Regions from separate parts of the Mus musculus genome. Here regions 1 and 3 are each linked to region 2. A link is a contact called in public Hi-C and HiChIP or PLAC-seq data. All regions are on one chromosome and are shown on one strand. Each heading gives the region's core, a stretch centred on a gene start, on an enhancer-like site or on the middle of the called end of the contact. The rest is flanking DNA. Distances are from core to core; before and after follow the strand shown.

Region 1 (4,112 bases), core at 975-3,474, 820 kb before region 2:
AGCCTTATCAACCCTGTCTCCGGCTCCATCTTTTTCTTCTGCTCTTTGAGGCATGGTCTCTCTCTCTCTCCAGTCTTCCTCCCTCAAAATGTTTGCCTGCCCTCAAACCCCGCCCCTCCCCAATTCTGCCGGGCCCAGGACCGCCCCCAGCCTCTTGGCCTTTCAGCGGATGAGGACATTGATCTCAGCCACACCAGCTTCCAGCACGTTCTCAGCTGTGGTTTTGCCATGCTGCTCCTTGAGGTGCCGCCTAATGGCGGGCTTGTGGGCAAAGCGCACGTCACAGTAGGAGCACCGGTAGGGCCGGGCTCCTGAGTGCAGGTTGAGGTGATCGTGCAGTGTGGACTTCTGAGTAAAGCACTTGCCGCAGATGCCACATGAATGGGACTTGACACCACGGTGGACGTTCATGTGGCGGTTGAGGTTGCTGCTGTGGTTGAACTGCTTGCCGCAGCGTGGGCACATGAAGATGAAGTGTTGCGCACGCATGTGGAAGACCAGCTTCTCCACACCCTGGAACACTTCAGGGCATTTGGTGCATTTGATGTTCTTTAAGGGGTTTCCACTTGAGAAGCCCCCAGGCAGAGGTCCCCGGCTACCCCCTGCCCCCAGACTGCCCCCCGCCCCCCGGGCAGCCATGGCCACCGCTGCTGCTTCCACTAGGCCCGAGGTGGCCCCCACACTGGCCCGGCCTCCTGGGATCAACAACAGGCCTTCCCCTTCCGCGTCCTCTGACAGGCTGTAGCATGCCTTCACCACCCCTTGCGGTGGGGTAACAGTGTTGGGGGCCACACTACTCTGGGCCAGCTCTCCCAGGTGGCTGCTCACAGAGGCCCCGATACCCAGACCCCCGGCTAGGCTTCCAGGGGGTTTGAGCCGGTGTGCCACTTCTAGAGCCGACTCCACTTTGACGATGCAGATGTCAGAAACATCTTCATCTTCATCCTCATCCTCCTCTTCCGCCTTCAGCTCTAGGTCCTCATCCAGCGGAAACTCCAGCTTCACCGGTCGCAGGAGCGGAGGGGGTAGAGGAGGTGGTGGTGGGGGTTTTGGAGCTGGCTTTGGGGTCCTGGCTGGAGGGAGGAGGGACTTGGTGGCACTGACACTGCTTAGGAGGCTAGCCTCGCTGACCCCATCTTCTTTAAGGCCTATTTTGGGCTCAATGAACTGGCTAAGGGCGTTCCGGCATTTCTCCACTACATGCTCCATTTGCAGGTAGGAGGCTGCTGTCAGGTAGTTCACGATGTCCCTGACTGCGAACTCCAGGGCGCCTGTGTAGCAAGAGAGGAGCAAGTCCGCCACAATACGCGCGCTGTGCATCAGTGAGACCTGCAGCTCAGAACTGGGGTTCAGCAAGAACTGGTCCCGGAGGAACGGTGAGCAGGCGGCCAGGATGACCTTGTGGCCACGGAATTTGAGGCTGTCGGCCACGATGGTCACATCACAGAACCGCTCCTCTGCACGGAGCTGGTTCATGTTCCGCAACGTTGCGGCCTCGTGGCCAGGCAGCTGGAAGCGCAGGACTTCCACCCCAGAGGCCATTGTGGCGGGAGTGGACTGCCCTGGGTGGGAAGGAAACGAGTCAGAGACAAAGGTCTCTGGCTGTCGGAGGCCAAGGCTCCAGACCCCTCATCCCTACCTCCCTAGTCTTGGCGCGCCTCCCTCAGTTTCCCCAATTCCAAGGAGGCGCGGTCCCTCCGAGGAGGGAGGCGTGGTTCCCGGGGGCGGGGCAGCGGCGTCCACACCCCCCAGTCCCGCAGCCCGCGCGCCCACGGGAGAATGGATAAAGGGGTGGATGGGGGGAAAAAACCAGAGGATTGCAACTCTGGGGTGGCCCCCGGTTGCAGGTACTCCTCACCCGCCTCGCTCTAGCCTGGGCCGCGCTGCTGTGAGTCCCCCTTTTCACGTCCTCCCACCGCCCGGACAGGTCGTGCACGCCCCCCTCCCACGCGCAGATCTCCGTGGCACGCCCCCCCACCCAGACTCACGACCCTGGGTGCACGCGCCTCTCACCTGGCCCGGTTCCGCGTGCTGATTTTTCCCCCCTGGTCCCCCACCCCCCCGGGGCCAGCGACGCCCCCCACACACGGGCAGGGCCGGGGCAGCGCGCAGGCGCGGGGGTGCACGGGGTGCGCGCGCGGGCCGGCTCCGCGTGGGCGGGAGGGGGAGGGGCGGGGGCAGCTCGTGCCGAGTGTTCCAAGGCCCCGCGCAGCGCAGCGTCCTCGCGGACTCGGGGCGGAGGAAGAGGGGAGGGAATTAAAGGAGCAGGATTCCCCCTCCCCGACCCCCCTTTTCTCCCCCGGCACCCCCACGCGGTTAAAGGGCTGGACAGTCGGGCCTCCCCTTTGGCCAGGATTATTTGTCCGCCAGAGCGGAAATACGCTCCACACCGCCCCCTATTTCACGCTCCCCCTCCTCTCTGCCTCTGGGGCCCGCGGCCCGTCTGCGCGTGCGTGCCAAGGCCCGCGCACTCGGCCCCGCCCCCGGCTCCTAGAGCCCCCCTCCCGCGCCCCAGCGCGTCCCCGCTAGCCCCGCCTGCCCCGCGCCCCCCAGCGCGCGCGCTCCCCGGGAACTGCGCAATCTGCGCGGCCACCTGCTCTCCAGCAAGGCGTCACTCCCGCCCAGCTGTGCGAGTCAGGCCACCTCCCAGAGCCTTGGACCTGCCGGTGGCCTACCAATCTTAGGATCACTGCTGCCCTCGGGTGCATCCTCCGCTGAATGTGTGCACAGTTCCTCAGGCCACATTTCCAGACTTTTCCAAGTCTTCTGAAGCTGGTGCCCACTGTAGTCCTGATCTAAAAGAGAATTTCACTTTCCACAAAGCCTGATGAGCCAGCGCTTGCCCTCAGCTTGTCCGGCTTAGAGCACACGGTTACGTCAATCACACTCATTCTCCCTTCTATTTTATCCACTCTGACTTCTTGCCAAGGTCAAGAACCCCACTCATACTGTGAAAGATTAGTGCGTTTCACCTTCACTGTGTAATTAACCCTGGGACTAATCTTGCAAATTGTGCAATTATTTATATTGGTACTAATGTGCCATCTATAATTTTCTCTGCACCCACTCTGTCCTGTCCCAGAAGAGGAGATGCTCCCTGACCCTAGATACCCACTCTACTCCGGACTGGCTTTCTTTGCCACTCCAAAACTACCTTCAACACAACTTCAATGTGAGTACCTGTCTTGAAGGCTAGCCCACCAGCGCTTCTGTGCACCCCAAATACCCACACTGGCTTTAAAGAATAAAGTCCTCAGGGGGTGGCCGCTGTTGCCTGCAGGTTATATTTTTTTTATTACACCCTCCAGGAAGCTTCTCAATCCTGAGGATGCTCAACTGCTTGCAACCCGATGCCCCCCCCCCCCCCAAGACATCTTGAATACAGGAATTAAGTTATGTATGGGCTGTGTTTTGCAAATAAAAGTCAGACAATAAATGGCTGGGTGTTGACATCATTGGCTTTCAGCTGGACCTGCATCCGCCCATACAAAGTTCATTCCTGATTGAACCGAATTCTCACACCCAAGAGATGCTGTTCCCGGAGAAGGCGCAGACAGCCGCGAGGCAGTACCTTGGCTGTGGTCTTTCATGTTCCTTTTAGAATTCTCTGACTTGTACCCTCACCCAGCTCACTTTGTGGTCAGGTCGTGGATTTTAGGGGGAGTGTAGGCCATTGTGTCTGGTACACCTTGTTTAAAGCCACATTCACTGCCTACTGCACTAGAGTGAAGCCTTGGGCAAATCAGTTCTCTGAATCAAGATGTCTTTATCTTTGAACTCAAGGTTCTGAATGCTTACCAGGCTGATAGAGGGTTCTAGGGAGCCTCTTATACACTGAACAAACAAACACACACTGGATCTGTGGTAACACTGGTTTTTAATTTATTTATTCATTTATTTTTAGTGTCTTTGCTTTTATGAGAAATAGACTCTGGCAGTTTCTTTGTTTTCTTCTTTCTTTCATCCTTTCTTTCCTTTTTTTTTTTTTTTTTTTTAGCCCTGGCTATACTGAAATTCACTCTATAGACCAGCCTGGCCTTGAACTCAGACATCTGCCTGCCTTCCCCACTGCCTCTCTCAAGTCCTGGAATAGTCATGCCTCATCACCACTA
Region 2 (4,133 bases), core at 1,481-3,980:
GGCTGTCCTGGAACTCACTTTGTAGACCAGGCTGGCCTCAAACTGAACTCAGAAATCCGCCTGCCTCTGCCTCCCCCTCCCGAGTGCTGGGATTAAAGGCGTGCCCCACCACGCCCGGCCAAATAAATCTTTAAAATTAATTTAAAAAAGTATTTGAATGAATCTTGTGTCCTTCTCACCATGACAAAGTGGGAGACTCACAGTTGGAAAACATGTCTCACTATGTGTTCCTGGCTGTCCTGGAACTCACTCTGTAGCCCAGACTGGCTTCACACTCACAGAGATCCACCCGCCTCTGCCTTCTGAGTGCTGGGATTGAAGGTGTTTACCACAGAATCACACTCTCATATGACACTTCTTTTCCACTTCTAGTCCAGTGTAAGGTACATGTATCACCCTCCAAGAAGGTCACCCTGAAGCACCATGACCTGCTGGTCTGCCATGTGACAAATTTCTACCCAGGCGTCATTCAAGTCCAATGGTTCTGGAATAGCCAGGAGGAAACTCCTGTCCACCAGCCTGATCTGAAATGGGGACTGGACCTTCCAGATTCTGTTCATGCTGGAGATAACTCCACAGCAGGGAGATGTGTATGCCTGCCACGTGGAGCACCCCAGCCTGGAGAGCCCCATCACAGTAGAGTGGAGTGAGTCACCCCAAGGGACCCTTCTAGATCCACATCCTTTAGATAAGGCAGTACCTGACTCAAGACCCACTATCCTGCCCTCGCTGTTTATACACTGGGGCCTGAACACCCCAGGAACTTCTGTAGGCACCTGAGGCTGGTTCTGAGCTGGAGGCACGAGAGGAGAGCCTGTTCCTGGTCTGGGGTTGTTGAAGATATGGGATCTGGTCCTGTAAGGAAGTCTAGGGAGGCAGATATCCCCTGCCATGCCCTCACAGCAGGGTCTGACCTCCTCCATCTGCCTTTTTGTCTGTCCTTGTTTGGAAGGCAGCTGTCCAAATCCTCATGGTGATTATTTGAAGACACTAGCCTAGGTCTACATCTCTGAGTCCTTCCACATAGTCTCCCCTACAGTGTGTCCCTCTCAGTGATCTTCATGTTGATAATCCGCATCCCTGTCAGCCACTAAGGAGTGTTGTGCCTCGGGAGGGGACATTAACCCAGAATTCTCTTCTTCCCAGGTATCCAGTCTGACTCTGCCCGAAACAAGATGCTGATTGGAGTGGTTGGCCTGGTGCTGGGACTCATCTTCCTGACAGTGGGCATCACCAGGCACAGGAAGAGCAAGCAGGGTGAGAAGAGTGTAGAGGAGCAGCCTCCAACTCCAGCACAGGCAGGAAGGTCGCAGGTTCAAGGCCTGCCTGAACTACACACAGCCCAGGCATCAAAGATATGAAATAGAGAATCCTGGCAGGTGGCTGGGGCTAGCATTTCCTCGATAAGCTCTCCTGTCCACAGAAGGGTCTAAGGCAGAAAGGTAATGCTAGAGAGTTCTAGAAGCCACTGGAACCAGTGTCGGAGCAAAGCTGTCCTATAGGAAGAGAAGAAGCCCCAGCCAGGGGTCTGACCATTAGACTACAAGGTCCCCAGGTTCCCAGGCTTCTGTGGGTGAGGCGAAGGAGAAGGAGGAGGGATGGAAAGTGTCTCTCACTCTCTAAGGAGATTTTAATAGCTGAGTGTGTATCCTTTCAGCCCTCATCCAGCTCAGCTGAGATCTCCGGGATCTAGATGAGCAGCTAAGATATTGTGGTTGTCCTGAGGGCTCCTCTGCATGATCAGAAAGTCTCAGCCTGAACTTCCCTCACAGTCCTGAGGGAGTGTGGCGGAAGAGTGGGGCTGAGGAAGGAAGCTGGGGTAAGTTGTTCTAACACTTGGTCTTTTAAAAGACTAATTGTTTAGTTTTATTTTATGGGGGGGGGAGAGGGGGAGAGAGAGAGTGTGTGTACTCATAGACAATAAATAAATAAATAAATAAATAAATAAATAAATAAATAATTTTTTTTTAAATCCACCAATGGATGAATCTGACAAGCTCCAGGTCTGCTAACTGCTCACCTCTGAACTATAGTGCATCAGGGACCAAGCCATCAACCCACAAAACTCTGGGAGAGCATTCCAGATCCAAACTGTAACCTTAAACACGGCCATCAGAGAATGCTGAGAGCACCCTCCCCAGCAGAAGTCTCTGCTGTCAAATGTCTATCTGCTGTCTGCCAGCATGGAGGTTGGAAGATCAGACACTATCATGCTGTCAGATTTAAATTATTTAAATTTAAGTGAAGCCATGAATGATCAGTAGCTGCCATGGCGGGCAGGCTGAGTTTATAATCTTTGTCTAAGGCTCTCTGAGTGGCTTTTGTGGGCCGTCTGCAAAGACAACACTAGAGAATTGGGCAAATAAAATAACTGGAGAACTCAGGCTTAACTGGGGAACTGGAGAGGTAAAGTGTCCCTTAGCTCTCAGGATATAACATCCCCAAAGCATAACAGATCCGTTAGCAAGCTAATGAAGTTACAGAAGAAGGGAGCCCTAAGCTGTCAGAATAGCAAAAGCTGCCTGCCCAGCTCAGTAGACACAGAAGCCACCGAACACCACAGAATCACTGTGTGGCTGTGTCCCACATGGGCTCCCGTATTTGTACACTTAGCTCCCAGCTGGTGCCATTATGTTATTTGAGACCTTACAGAAGATAGGTCTCTTCTGTAGGAGATAGAGGCTTGCTAGAGGAAGTGGATCACTGGAGGGCTGGCCATGTGGTTTTACAGCCCAGTACATTTCCTGTCTGTCTAGGTCGTGACTGCTGAGGCAGTGTGACCAGTTGCCTCATGCTACTGCCATGCCTCTTCCGCCATGAAGTGCCAGATCATTTGGAACTGAAGGCCACACTAAACCTCCTCCTTCCTTATGGTGCTTCTTGTCAGGGCTCTGGTCACAGCAGTGAGAAAGAGAACGAATAGAAACACTAAGACAAAGATGGCGTAAGAGCAAAGGACTCAGCTCCTGGGGCTGAGAGATGGCTTGGTGGTTAAAAGCACTTACCATTCCTGCAGAAGACCCAGGTTGAATCCTAGCACTGGGTCAAGCAGATCCCTGTCACCTGTAACTGCAGCTCTGGGGGATCTACCTTTTGGCCTTCACAACGAGCTGCATGCTCTTGGTGCACATAAACTCACACGTGCACACATGCTTCCGCACACATGAGTTCACACACACGCATACACACACACACACACACACACACATATACACACCCTTGATAAGAACATACCTCTCTATACTTTAGTGTTTCCTTTAACATATCCTCTGAAGTCAAGGGGTCCTTGTTTACTACTTCCTTCGCTTACTTTGTCTTTGATCTAAGACCTGGCCATGTCTTCTGGATATAACAGGGTGTGCATTCTCTTTCACCTCCTGTACTGGGGAAAGCCGCGGACAGCTCAGGAACAGATCAATGTGTAGTGCAGAATCGGCGGGGTGCGGGGTGGGCCTAGGATGATAGAAAAGCAGGCTGGAGAAAAATAAAGCTACTTCAGCCTCAGCGCTGGCTGGAGTCATGGTATAGTGTTGTCTTTGTCTTTTCAATCCTGGCTCCCTCCCTCGAGACCCTGTTGACCGACTGAGCTGGCCTGGTCAGCCTCCATTTAAAAAGAATAGAAAGAGTAATCCCCACTGGACTGAGGTAAACCTTCAGCAAGAACAGGTGGCTTCCACCTGATTTGCACGGGGCGATGTGGACACAACCAGAGAGCGTGTCACCATGAGCCCCACACTTGGTGGAGTATGTGTGCCTTCCGAGCCCTTCACAGATGAAACAGCGAGGCTGCACACCAGAGCTGTCACAACAGGAGTAGGACACATCCTTTCACCTCCTGTACTGGGGAAAGCCACAGACCGCTCAGGAACAGATCAACGTGTAGTGCAAGATCAGCAGGGGGCTAACATGGTTGCATCCACCAACGGAAGCAAGCTACTTTGTTGCCTTTCACTAAGGCCAAGATCTGCTTTGCTTGTGCATCTGGGCTGCTCAGGGAGGTATGTATCCCTGTACTTCATTTAAGGTATTGCGTGATGCCATTCCTAATGAGATGTGAATAAATTCCTACTCACCTCAGATAGGGAGCCAACAACAGAGCAGAGTAAGAACACCACCAAAACACAACTCAGGTC
Region 3 (3,658 bases), core at 1,150-3,649, 560 kb before region 2:
AGGAATGGAACTGAGCCACACAACATCCCAGAGGGGGTCAAAGAAGGGGATTAGGGCAAGTGGAGGTTAGGTAGGAGATGACAGAGGGGGTTGGGGGAGGGATATATATATATATAGTTTTTTTTTTACCTGACTTTTCTGACGACATGTTTGCAATCGTTGGGACAGGGTCTCTGAAGCTGGAGTCAGGGCCCCCTGACTGCTGGCGCAGGAGTCTTAGTGTCTCAGTCCGGGATGGCGCAGCGGCGGTAGCAGCAGCAGCGCGGAAATGGAGAGATGAAGACAGTGTGTGTTGGGGGGGGGGGGTGGCTGGGGGGGAGCTTAAAGGGACCGAGGCAGGGATGGGGGAGAGCTTCAGAAGTCTCCCCCCGAAAAACTCGGTTTCTCTCTGCTTCTGGACCACCTCTTTCCTCCTCTCACCCTGGCAGTCAAGCCCCCAGTTTAGCTCCCTTGGAGTTGTCATGGAAACCGGGAGGCAAGACCAGGCAAGGCGGGTGGGACTAAGAGAAGGAGGGAGGGAGGGAGAAATCTCTAGAGCCTCTCCCGCAAAGACTCGCTGTAGTGATTATATTGTGAGAAGAAGCCAGCTCAATGGATTTACCACACTTATCTCCAGACCCCGTTCAAGCAGTCCCTGCTCATCCATGGGGTTGCTCCCTCAGTTTCCCTCAGAACATCCTGCAAGATAGTTCTAGGTTTCTCCAGGTGTGAGACAGAACTGTACAAAGAGTGGAACCAAGAGGTTCAGACCCCCCCTCCCCCATATACAGCCTGACAATAGAGGTAAGATGCTGACTGTGGCTAAAGAAAAGGAGAAAAAGAAAGCGCCTGTGGGGGTACACAGGTACCTTCTTTCTCTAGGGTTATAAGAAGCTGAAATGCTTCATCAGAGGGAAGCAAGCTCTAATTGCTTGTTTGTGACAGGCAGGTTTGGAAAAGCGTGCTTGTTGGGGGCTGAAGAGTTCTTGGTCCAGTCAGCAGTCACAACCTCTCCTTAAAGCACTCCCTCTCTCCCCCCTCCTCCTGCCCCAAGACGCAGATCCACCCCCGGAGTCAACCCAAGACACAGCGGTGACTTCCACTCTTTTTATTTGCTTTTTGTGTCTTGTAAGGGCGTGGGTGGGGAGGTGGGGTAAGGATAGGCCCTCTACAGAGGTTACACCAGTTGAGCCTTTTTTGCAGAAACCTAGCAGGAGAATCAGAAACACCCCTTTAGGATTTTCCAACTCTCTCCAGAGACAGTTGCTCTAGGACAAAGCCCCTCTGGTGGCGTCCTGGAGAGCAGTCTCCAAAGCCCTGGCTTGAGCCCGTTCCAGGTCTGAGAAATTTTTACCCACGGCCTCATACCGGTGGTTCTGGTTTTTCAACCGTGCATGGATCAGAGGGAACCTTGGACCCATCCCTCCCACACCATCTTCAATACACGCTTCTGGTTTTATTAAGTTCAGATTAAACAAAGTCCCTGAGTACAGGCCTTGAAGCTCAGAAACCCTGCAAACTTATTTAATTGCTAAGTAAAAGCACTGACGGATAAAGGCTATTCCCTGGCACTCCGGCGCGCCGTAGGGGTCACGGGTAGGCCGAGTGGTGCCAGCGCCCGCAGCGGGGAGGAAGTCTGCCTGCACTGGCAGGGTTTGTGTCGCCAGCAGCCCGCAGGGATCTGAGGAGCAGTTTGTCGGGGTCGCTCAGGATTGAAAGACTGGTGGAAATCCTGTGGTGAGTCCTTGAAGCCCACGGGGCCCCACGCCCATATAAGGTGGGTCCGGGAGGGTGGGTCGTGAATGCGGAGATAAAAGTAGGGCCAGAGAAACTGGGTCAGGCTGCACTTCACTTGAGGGGCCTGGAGGACTCTCGGCGTCTCCGGAGACAAGGGCACAACACGCACTTCAAAGTGAAGAGTTGTAAGGCGCTGATCCGGAGCGGGAGGGCAGGCAGGAGTGGGAAGAGGGGCTCTTCAGCTGTGATCGGCCTGGCACTCTGGCCTAACACAAGCCTGGCGTCCAGCGATAGAAGCGGGAGTCGCCTTTCGTCAGTCCTAACCTCCCCCCTCGCACGTTTTCTTGGGCTCTGCTACGAAGCCAGACAGCCTGGATTGGAAAGTGGGCCGCATTAAGGAGGGGAAGTTGCACCCCTGGGTGGCTGGATGCAGCTGAAGCCTAGGAATGCCTTCTTTAGAAACCCAGTATTATCTTTTTCTGCTGTTGCCTCTCCCCATCCGGCTAAATGGATCGCTCTGTCTATTTCCTCCCCAGTTCTTTGGGTGCAATGGAATGTTCCATTGCCCCTCCGGTCCGCTGTCCGCGTTGCAGGGGACGCTCGCCCTGTTGCCAGGGAAAGTCCCGGACGTGACGGCTTTGCGCGACCCCGAGCAGCACCCCCCCCCCCCCCCCCGCGCCCCGTCCGTCATCCCACTGCGCGCTCTCCTTGTCCCCCTATCCCCGTATCCGGTGGATTACAGACTAGGTACAAGTAAACAGCTGGCGGAACGAAGCCTCCAGACACAGACCAGGTGGGAGTTTCCACTCTCCGTGTGTCCTGGGCCGCTGTTCCCCGGCCTTTGCAGATCCCAGAGTAGTGAATGGCCGAGGTGATGCTTAAGGGAGATCCTGGGCCTTGGGACAAAGTCCCTTGGGCGCCAAGTTGGGGGCGGGACTTAGGGTGAGCATTGGTGCATGGAGGTGGTAGGTGTTTGTGCCGAGCCATCTGGATGGAGTAAGTTAAAAGTAGCCTTCCCTCATACGGACCAGGAGTAGGAGCGGAGGCCGGAGAGTTGCTTGCTGTGAGTCTGTTGGGAGTGGAGAGGCGTCGTCTCCCTCACGGCCTCTCGTTCCTTCTCAGGTGGGAGCATGCCGGGGCTATGGAGGCAGAGGCTTCCTTCGGCTTGGGCTTTGCTTCTCCTGCCGTTCCTGCCGCTGCTGATGCCCGCAGCCCCCGCAGCCCACCGCGGGTCCTACAAGCCCGTGATCGTGGTGCACGGGCTCTTTGACAGTTCATACAGCTTCCGCCACCTGCTGGACTATATCAATGAGGTCTGTGGGGGATACTGAATGGATATAAAGTGGCTGGGGGAGGAAGCGTGGGCAGATGAAAGACAGCCAGCCCCTCTAGGCTAGTTTTCAGGGTACTGCTCCCCGCACGGGGAGAGCTGAGGGATGGGGGTTCCTGCAAGCACAGTGAATACACTTTGTCCAACCTAGTGCCGCATTGCCCCTTTCCCACAGACACACACCGGGACTGTGGTGACAGTGCTTGATCTCTTCGATGGCAGAGAGAGTTTGCGGCCCCTGTGGGAACAGGTACAAGGGTTCCGAGAGGCTGTGGTCCCCATCATGGAAAAGGCCCCTGAAGGAGTGCACCTCATCTGCTACTCCCAGGGTAAGCAACGCACACTCTTAACTCCCAACCCCCGTCTGAGCTTGACCCTTATCTAAGGCCTACTTTCTGGCGTTTGTGTCCTGAGTGGGAGGGAGGGTTCCTTCTGTGCTCATTGGCCATGGTTCTTAGATTTAAGGAATTACAGAGCAGCTAAAAGCATTTCAGTTGGTCAGAGGCCTAAACTCGCACCATGGCTCCATCATGTGACCTGTGACCCGTGCTGGAATGGAGTGTATCGGAGGCCTGGGATTCTGAGAGACAGGAAGTAAGGATCACTCCAGTG

The links. Hi-C and Micro-C count contacts between places; a contact is called where the count stands out from the background. HiChIP or PLAC-seq counts read pairs in DNA pulled down with a chosen protein or histone mark.
Region 1: a contact with region 2 is called in a Hi-C map of B cells, with 7 read pairs. The contact joins the promoter of Zbtb12 here to the enhancer-like site in region 2. A contact is called at or near these places in 1 of 484 Hi-C or Micro-C datasets (B cells) and 3 of 115 datasets of contacts at active chromatin or transcription factors (embryonic forebrain, forebrain and large pre-B cells).
Region 3: a contact with region 2 is called in an H3K4me3 HiChIP or PLAC-seq map of bone marrow-derived macrophages, with 4 times the contacts expected there. The contact joins the promoter of Ppt2 here to the enhancer-like site in region 2. A contact is called at or near these places in 6 of 115 datasets of contacts at active chromatin or transcription factors (bone marrow-derived macrophages, embryonic stem cells, large pre-B cells and 2 more) and 3 of 9 other capture datasets (adipose tissue, embryonic stem cells and liver).

Annotation. Positions count from the first base shown.
Region 1 is chr17:34,892,671-34,896,782 of GRCm38.p6, reverse strand. Zbtb12 (zinc finger and BTB domain containing 12) reads right to left here and starts at 2,224. Exons shown (of 2, transcript NM_198886.3): 1 at 2,014-2,224; 2 at 1-1,562. The coding sequence starts at 1,542. The coding sequence ends at 163.
Region 2 is chr17:34,070,893-34,075,025 of GRCm38.p6, reverse strand. It overlaps the pseudogene H2-Pb. Among named protein-coding and RNA genes, the nearest start is that of H2-Oa, 19 kb to the left of the region's middle. Within about 2 kb of position 2,730, at least 42 of the 459 cell types and tissues checked have an H3K27ac peak or open chromatin away from gene starts, as enhancers often do. A contact at or near this core is called in B cells and bone marrow-derived macrophages, where this site is marked.
Region 3 is chr17:34,626,176-34,629,833 of GRCm38.p6, reverse strand. It overlaps Ppt2 (palmitoyl-protein thioesterase 2), which reads left to right and starts at 2,399. Exons shown (of 9, transcript NM_001302396.1): 1 at 2,399-2,509; 2 at 2,839-3,029; 3 at 3,222-3,375. The coding sequence starts at 2,847. Prrt1 (proline-rich transmembrane protein 1) reads right to left here and starts at 270. Exons shown (of 4, transcript NM_030890.2): 1 at 130-270. The coding sequence starts at 148.